2 separate regions of the Mus musculus genome follow, and region 2 is linked to region 1. The links are chromatin contacts, called in public HiChIP or PLAC-seq maps. All regions are on one chromosome and are shown on one strand. The core of a region is the stretch at or near the end of the contact, and the rest is flanking DNA. Distances in the headings are between cores, read along the strand shown.

What was found. HiChIP or PLAC-seq counts read pairs in DNA pulled down with a chosen protein or histone mark.
Region 2: an H3K27ac HiChIP or PLAC-seq map of embryonic stem cells shows a contact between it and region 1, with 2.9 times the contacts expected there. The contact joins two enhancer-like sites. A contact is called at or near these places in 1 of 484 Hi-C or Micro-C datasets (bone marrow-derived macrophages) and 2 of 115 datasets of contacts at active chromatin or transcription factors (both in embryonic stem cells).

The regions. Positions count from the first base shown.
Region 1 is chr12:99,228,389-99,231,798 of GRCm38.p6, reverse strand. All of the region lies in intron 4 of Foxn3 (forkhead box N3), which reads left to right. Among named protein-coding and RNA genes, the nearest start is that of 4930474N09Rik, 67 kb to the right of the region's middle. Within about 2 kb of position 1,583, at least 23 of the 459 cell types and tissues checked have an H3K27ac peak or open chromatin away from gene starts, as enhancers often do. A contact at or near this core is called in embryonic stem cells, where this site is marked.
Region 2 is chr12:99,764,267-99,767,676 of GRCm38.p6, reverse strand. All of the region lies in intron 5 of Efcab11 (EF-hand calcium binding domain 11), which reads left to right. Among named protein-coding and RNA genes, the nearest start is that of Efcab11, 120 kb to the left of the region's middle. Within about 2 kb of position 1,481, at least 6 of the 459 cell types and tissues checked have an H3K27ac peak or open chromatin away from gene starts, as enhancers often do. A contact at or near this core is called in embryonic stem cells, where this site is marked.

The DNA of each region.
Region 1 (3,410 bases), core at 334-2,833:
TGTGTGTGTGTGTGTGAGTGAGAAATGGAATCAGTAATGAAATCCACATTGGATTCATTAGCTATCCTTTTTGTTTGTTTTTGCAAAGTGCTTAGAGAAAATAGGCAGCTAGACATTGTGGAGAAATGCAAAAAAAAAAAAAAAAAAAAAAAAAAGCTATTGTGTTCTGCAGCCCCAAATGGACAGTTTCTTTGGAGAATAAAATTAAAAATCACCCCCTCCCGTCCCCTTTTTACTTCTAAATCTTGCTGAGTAGGACTAACCCGGGCTGCCCCTGAACTTGAGCCAATTCTCCAAGTTCCTCGGATTCGGTTGTCTGTGTGTGACGGGTTCTTGTGTAGCCCACGCTGGCACACAGCTCCCTATTTAGCCAAGGATGCCCTGAGCCCCTAAACCAGAGTGCTGGGGTGTCACAAGAGTACTGCCACACTCAGCTTATGTTTATGGTGTGTGTGTGTGTGTGTGTGTGTGTGTTTAATTTTTATTTATATTTGTGGGGTTTTTGTTTTTTGTTTTGTTTGAGACAGGGTTTCTCTGTGTAGTTATGGCTGTCCTAGAAATCTCTAGATAGACCAGGCTGGCCTCTAGCTCAGAGATCTACCTGCCTCCTGACCCCTGCCCTCTGCCCTCTGCCCCCTGCCCCCTTGCCTCCTGCCTCCTGCCTTTTGAGTGCAGGGACTAAAGGCATATCCTGTTTTACTTTTAAAACATAATCCATTTTGACCGCTAAGTACAGCTCTTGCTGTTGCTGTTATCACCTATTTACTGTGCACATGAGTCCATGTGTGCATGGCATGGTGCAGTTGTCAGAGGACAATGCTGCAGTTGAGGCTGGGTTTCTCCTGTTTATGCCACATAAGCCAGGAAGGCTGACCCAGGCTAGTTATCCTGCCTCTACCTCCCATATCTCCATGGGAGCGCACAGTTTACAGAAGTGCCCTGCAGCAGATGGCCGTCTGCGTGCACTCCCGGGATGCAAACCCGGGTGATCAGGGCTTGGACAGCAAGTGCTTTCTTTACCTGTCGAGCCATCTCCCTGGCCCAGTGTCCTGTTTCTAACCTTTTCTTTCATCAAGTACCACTCAGTAAACAAATGGGATACGAAGTTCAGTTCCGAACTCTTTTTAATTGAAATGAGGAAGGGTGGTGTTTAATCTGTGACTTGTCTATCACGGTGACACTTGGGATCGATATGGCCGATGCTCCTTTACAGAGCAGTGAGCAAAGCCCCGGGGACAAAGCCTTCCTTTTAATAGGCTGTGAGGTTGGTTGTGAGAGTGGCGGTCAGCTGGGTGGTGTGTGGAGCCAGAGTCCCGAGACCCTAGCAAGCCAGCACGTGGTCATAGAATCCTTGCTGTGTGTGGCGTTAGATTTCTTGGCCAGTAAATAACATGAAATTTTTTCAATAATTACTGTAACTTTGAGAATGTGCCCCTCTATAGGTTCTTCCTTACCCGTCTGGATCATTGTACCCCGACACTTGATATATGCAGTTTGTATTGGTGGCCACATAGAGAGTGAGCTTTGAGATGCAAATGTTCCGGTCTCAATTAAATGCCTTTGGTGTGCATTCACACCCAGTCCCTTTGCTTTCTCTTACTGAACCAATAGAACACAGTACTGGGGTAGTGTATCTCTCCAGCGACACGCCTACAGAAGCAGTGAGGTAATTATTCCTCTTCTTAAACTCTTAGCTTGGGACACCTCTGAGGAATGGCTTTATTTCTCCTTACTGAATAAAGCTTTTACAAATACAGAAACCCACCTTTCACTCTCAGGCAGCTCCAGTCACAGAGAAGTGTATGGGTAAAAACTGTATTTCTTCGAAGTTCATGCCTCCAAGTGGGAATCGCCCCTGGCCTGGGTTTGGATGTGGACAGGACTTGTCTGTGAAGCCCTCTGCCTCTGTCCTTAGGGAACTTGGGAATTTCCCATCTCATTCAGCCCCACAAAGGCTAGTGAGATATTCATTCTCATTTTCTCTCTCTCTCTCTCTCTCTCCTCTCCCCCCCCCCCCCCGTGTTGACTCTGTCTGGATTGTGTAAGGGGCTACTAGTAATAGGCAAAGGCGCAGATACTCCTAAAAAGAAAGGGCTGGGAGGTCTGCAGGCTCCTGAAAACCAGAGAGGAACTGACTGACCTTTGCTGCAAAGTGAGTTGGTAGTCACATGGCTGAAAAACCGCGTTGGATTTATGAGCTAAAACTCTGGGATGATCTTTTAGATGTCCTGCCTTCTTGTTTGCACGCATGGGATACACAGAGAATCCAATGTGTTTTGTGTTTTAGATATCCCTGGGAAGATTCCAGTTGGGGCCCTGTGTTTTGTTAAAGCGACAGAGCTCCTGTCTTCTTTCTCTAGGCATGGCTGGGATGGAGAGGTTCCAGTGGGGCCTGTCTACTGTTAGAGACTGCCAACCAACTCACCCAGGGCTCACTCTTGCTTTACCTGGGCCTATCTCTTCTTTTTCATCAATAAGATGGTTTCAGAGGATAACTTCTGAAGTCTGTGTTTCCCTGCCCAATGCTGAGACCTGTCTGTCTGTCTGTCTGTCTGAAAACCCAGACAAGTTTGATTTCCTGTGGAATGGTTTGTTTAGTGGCATGATTGGAGATAAGTTTTGATCTATGGCCACATAGGGGTATAAGGTATAATAAACTAATAATAAATTGGCATTTTTCAGTGACCTAGAGCCTCCATAGCTACTTTTTATAAAATGCCCAAGTGAAAAACTGATCAGAAATTGATCTTTTCAACTTGGTCATTTCATGGGTAATTAGACTGTAGATACACAGTAATTACTGGTATATTAATTTGAATGGTTGCTTTGGCCTTTCCCACATGTCCTGAAAGAAGACGGTGTTGAGGCTCCAGCTTACTGTGTGTCTATTTAAAGTAAAATATTTCTCAGTGGAAAGGGATAATTAGGAAACCCCAAACAGATCCCAAGTTCACTCCCCAGGGAATAAGTGTAGATGCCCGACCTTAGAAGTTTCTGGGGCATTGGCTGCCCATCTCTGTGAGGTCACTGGGTAGAGGCTGTATCCTCCCTGTTTGTACTTCCCAGCATGGAGGCCAGGCTGCCACAGAGGTCAATGTGGATACTGTGGTCACATTCTAGAAAGAGAGCTGTAATTATGACTTCTAATTATGTGCAGTTATGCCTACAGAGTTAAACGTAAGGGCAGATCCTACTTGGAAGTTTAAGTTAATTGTCTACAGGGTCAGAAGGGTGCTACCATCTGTCCTCTCCCCCTTTACCCCCTCTCCCAACCTAACCAGATAGGCATGACCTTTGGTGTGTCAGCTTTGACCATTGGTTAGCACTTCTTACAAGAGAGGGTCACATATAACTCCTGTTCCAGGGAAAAATAAAATTTGATCAGGTCATGACCCAGCCTGCCTTCCCTG
Region 2 (3,410 bases), core at 232-2,731, 540 kb before region 1:
TGGCGGTCATCATGTTTCCCACCACCTGGCTGGCAGTATGTTGCATTTAAAAAAAATATGCTGATGAAGCAACACAGATTATCTATTTTTTTTCTCAGTCCTCACTGCCTTGTATCTCCAAAATTCTGAGAAATGCCCACAGGTCGTTTCCATCACATACAAAACTGATCACGTGCACAGTGGGTTGTGTGAGAGCTGAACCTGGCCACTGTATTAATGGAGCATTGTTTTTATTTGAAAGAGTGACTGACAGACAAACTACTGTTATTCTGACTATGGTATTTGGTCGGCATTTTCTCAAAAATGATTGAAGCGAACCTGTCATCTCAACAAAAACAACTGGAGGTGTTTGTTGCCAATGATGGAATTTGAACCTTCCAGTGAAAATGAGAATCTGGGAACTTTGCGCATACCCTTGAGAGTTTGACAGTTTCTCAATAGACTTCTGTGATGAGTTCAGTGCTGCTATTAACAGATATAATTTTTATATTGTATAATGGAATATGTTAACATTTCCAAGAGCTATATGTCAGTGAATTAATAATTTTTTTTGAGGACCAACGTAGCACGCTGAGGTGAAGGAATCATTGAGAGCCCTGGACACACCCGTGTTTTACTGCATTAAAACATGCATGCTTAGTTGATACTGATCCAAATTCTACATTTTGTCTGACTTTTTTTTTTTTTTTTTTTTTTTTTTGGTTTTTTGAGGCAGGGTTTCTCTGTGTAGCCGTGGCTGTCCTGGAACTCACTCTGTAGACCAGGCTGGCCTCAAACTCAGAAATCCGCCTGCCTCTGCCTCCCAAGTCCTGGGATTAAAGGTGTGTGCCACCACACCCGGCTCTTGCCTGGCTTTTTAAGAAATAACCACTTATTGAGCTACAGAGTACTAGAAAGCTCTACGTGTGTATGTGTGCACATGCATTCATCCATGCATATTTGTGTCTGTGTGGTTGTGTGTGTATGGAGTATGTATGCAAGCACATGGGAATGCATATGTCAGTGTACACATGTGTAGACACAAGAGAAGGATGCTGGGTATACTCCTGCATCACGGTCTACCTTATTCCTTTGAGACAGCATTCTTTCAGTGAACAGGGGGATAACCCCAGTGTCTCCACACCCTCCCTCCACCACTGGCGTGACCGGTGTGCTTGGCCATGCTCAGCTATGTTGCGGTAAATCTCCAACCCAACTATGCCCTGGCAATGAAAACACGACTCAGTTAATATGAATACATGCTGTGCGCCTAGATTGAGCAGATCTTCCGCAACACTACCATCTTCTCCATCTATGAGACCCCTTAGAACTTGCAGTTTCTCTAGGCCGTGTGCTTCTGCTCCGCTTCTCCTCTTCTTCCTCCTCCTCTGTGTCCTCTCCCTCTTCCAGTTTTTCCTTCTTCTCTCTCAACTTTTCACTCCACCTTCCCTTTTTCTGCCCAATCATCAGCTCTCCTTTATTTTACAAATTAAGGTGGGAAGCAGGTTTTCCGGAAATCACCTGAGTGCTGACTCACTCCTTGTTCGCAGCCCCTCACAGGAGAACAGAATCAACATCAAATACAATAAAACCGCAGCACTGCTATTTACTTGGGTGCTAGGGGTCTTGAAGTCAGGCTCTTACGCTTTCATGGCAAGCACTGTGCCCACCTAGCCACCTTGTTTGCCCTAGTGTAGAGTGACTTTAGAGGGAATGTCTTTGATCAGATGACATAGCTATTGCAGTGGCTCTTGCTTTTGCACCTCCTTAACAGCAGGAAGCCCAACTTTTCTTTAGGTCCCAAACCATATCTCCTCAAAGGGAATTCTAAGGGAGCCATGCAAGCCAAACTATAACTTAGTAGGCAATATATTTCAGAGACTTGCAAAAATATAAAATCATGGTAGGTTTTTCACTATTGTTTCATTGCTAAAATTTGTTTTCATAAAAATGTAGTGGATTTACTGTTGTTATTTTTAAATGAATTAATTTTTAATCGTTTTCTTAGTTTTAGTGATCATTCCTAGCATGGTATTAATAGGTAGGGTATTCACCACCAGACACTTATTAGGTTCTAAGGATTTGAGAGCATAAAGAAATCCTGAAAGCACAGTTAGAGAACCACTGCTCTCCAGAGTTCCCAGCATGCCTAGCCAGTGCGTAGCAGTAGCATGGGGTATTGATCAGTTGTGGCCCTTGCCCATGGAACCAGTGGTTTCTTAAATTTAAGCAGGGACAGGAGAAAAGGCTCAGTAGCTCCCAGCGCTCACTGCCCTTTCAGAGAACCTGAGATCAGTGCCCAGCACTCCTGCTAGGCAGCTCACAAAGCTCTCTAACTCAAGTCCAAGGGATCCGACACCCTTTTCTGGCCTCCAGGGGCACCAGTACACTTGCAGCAAGTACACAAGTAAGATAAAACAAAGTCTTTTTAAAAATGAAACAGTTTCTTCAGATGTGAGAACTACTGGGACAGTGCTTGTAGGGCACCTGGCCCACTGGAGGGGGGGTGGGGTTCTAAACACAACTGGTGGCCCTGCCAATTCTTGAAGAATGAGTAAGAGTTTATGCAGGCAGAAAATAGAGTTGTTGCTCTGGCTATAAGGAAAAAGTATGTGCCAAGTGTCCATGTGCGCCATCTTCTCCAAACACATTGCAGGAGTAAGAGAAGGGGTAGATAGAGCAGGAGAACAGGGTGAAGTAGGAATGGTGACATGAAGCTTGACGAGATGACCGCAGCATCACAAAGAACCTGGTGAGGTCAGGAGTTAAACCCTTCTTTTGGAGAACAAGGGATATTCAGGCAAGAGACAGCCATTCACTTACATATTAGACACATCTCTCTGGTCGCCAAGAATGGGAGACACGTTAGAATTCATTGCAACAAACTGATACAGAGACAAGAACCTAGACTAGGGTGTGGCTAAAGAATTAGAAAAGTGTGGGTTGATTCAAAATATATCGATGTAGAGAGATGGATAGACTCATTAGATTGAGTGTGATTAAAGAGGGAAGGAGGGGCACCAGGGTTGAACCTGGATTCCAGGTTTGGCACCAGCATTGATGTTATGGCCACTGACAGAGCCCAGAAGGTGCAGGCTTAGAAAACAGGAGGAGGAACTCCACTATATCTCTTCCTATAGGCTGCCCACTCACCATTTGCATGTATGGTTCTAAAGTTAAGCAGGGACACCTGTATGGGAGCTATAGAGTTGAGAGTCCTTGAGGTACAAATCCTAAGTGAAGCCACAAGCCTAATGAGCTCTTGAGATAAGGATCTGAACAGGAAGAGCCAATTGCCTGGGAAAGAAGGCATGACAGTTGCAGCATTTAAGGAATAAGCAAAGAAACATGCAGTGCACACAGATTTAAGAGAACCCAGAAACCATGTGGTCATCGGAGCAGAGGTAATGCTATACAGAAGGAAGGGAGAG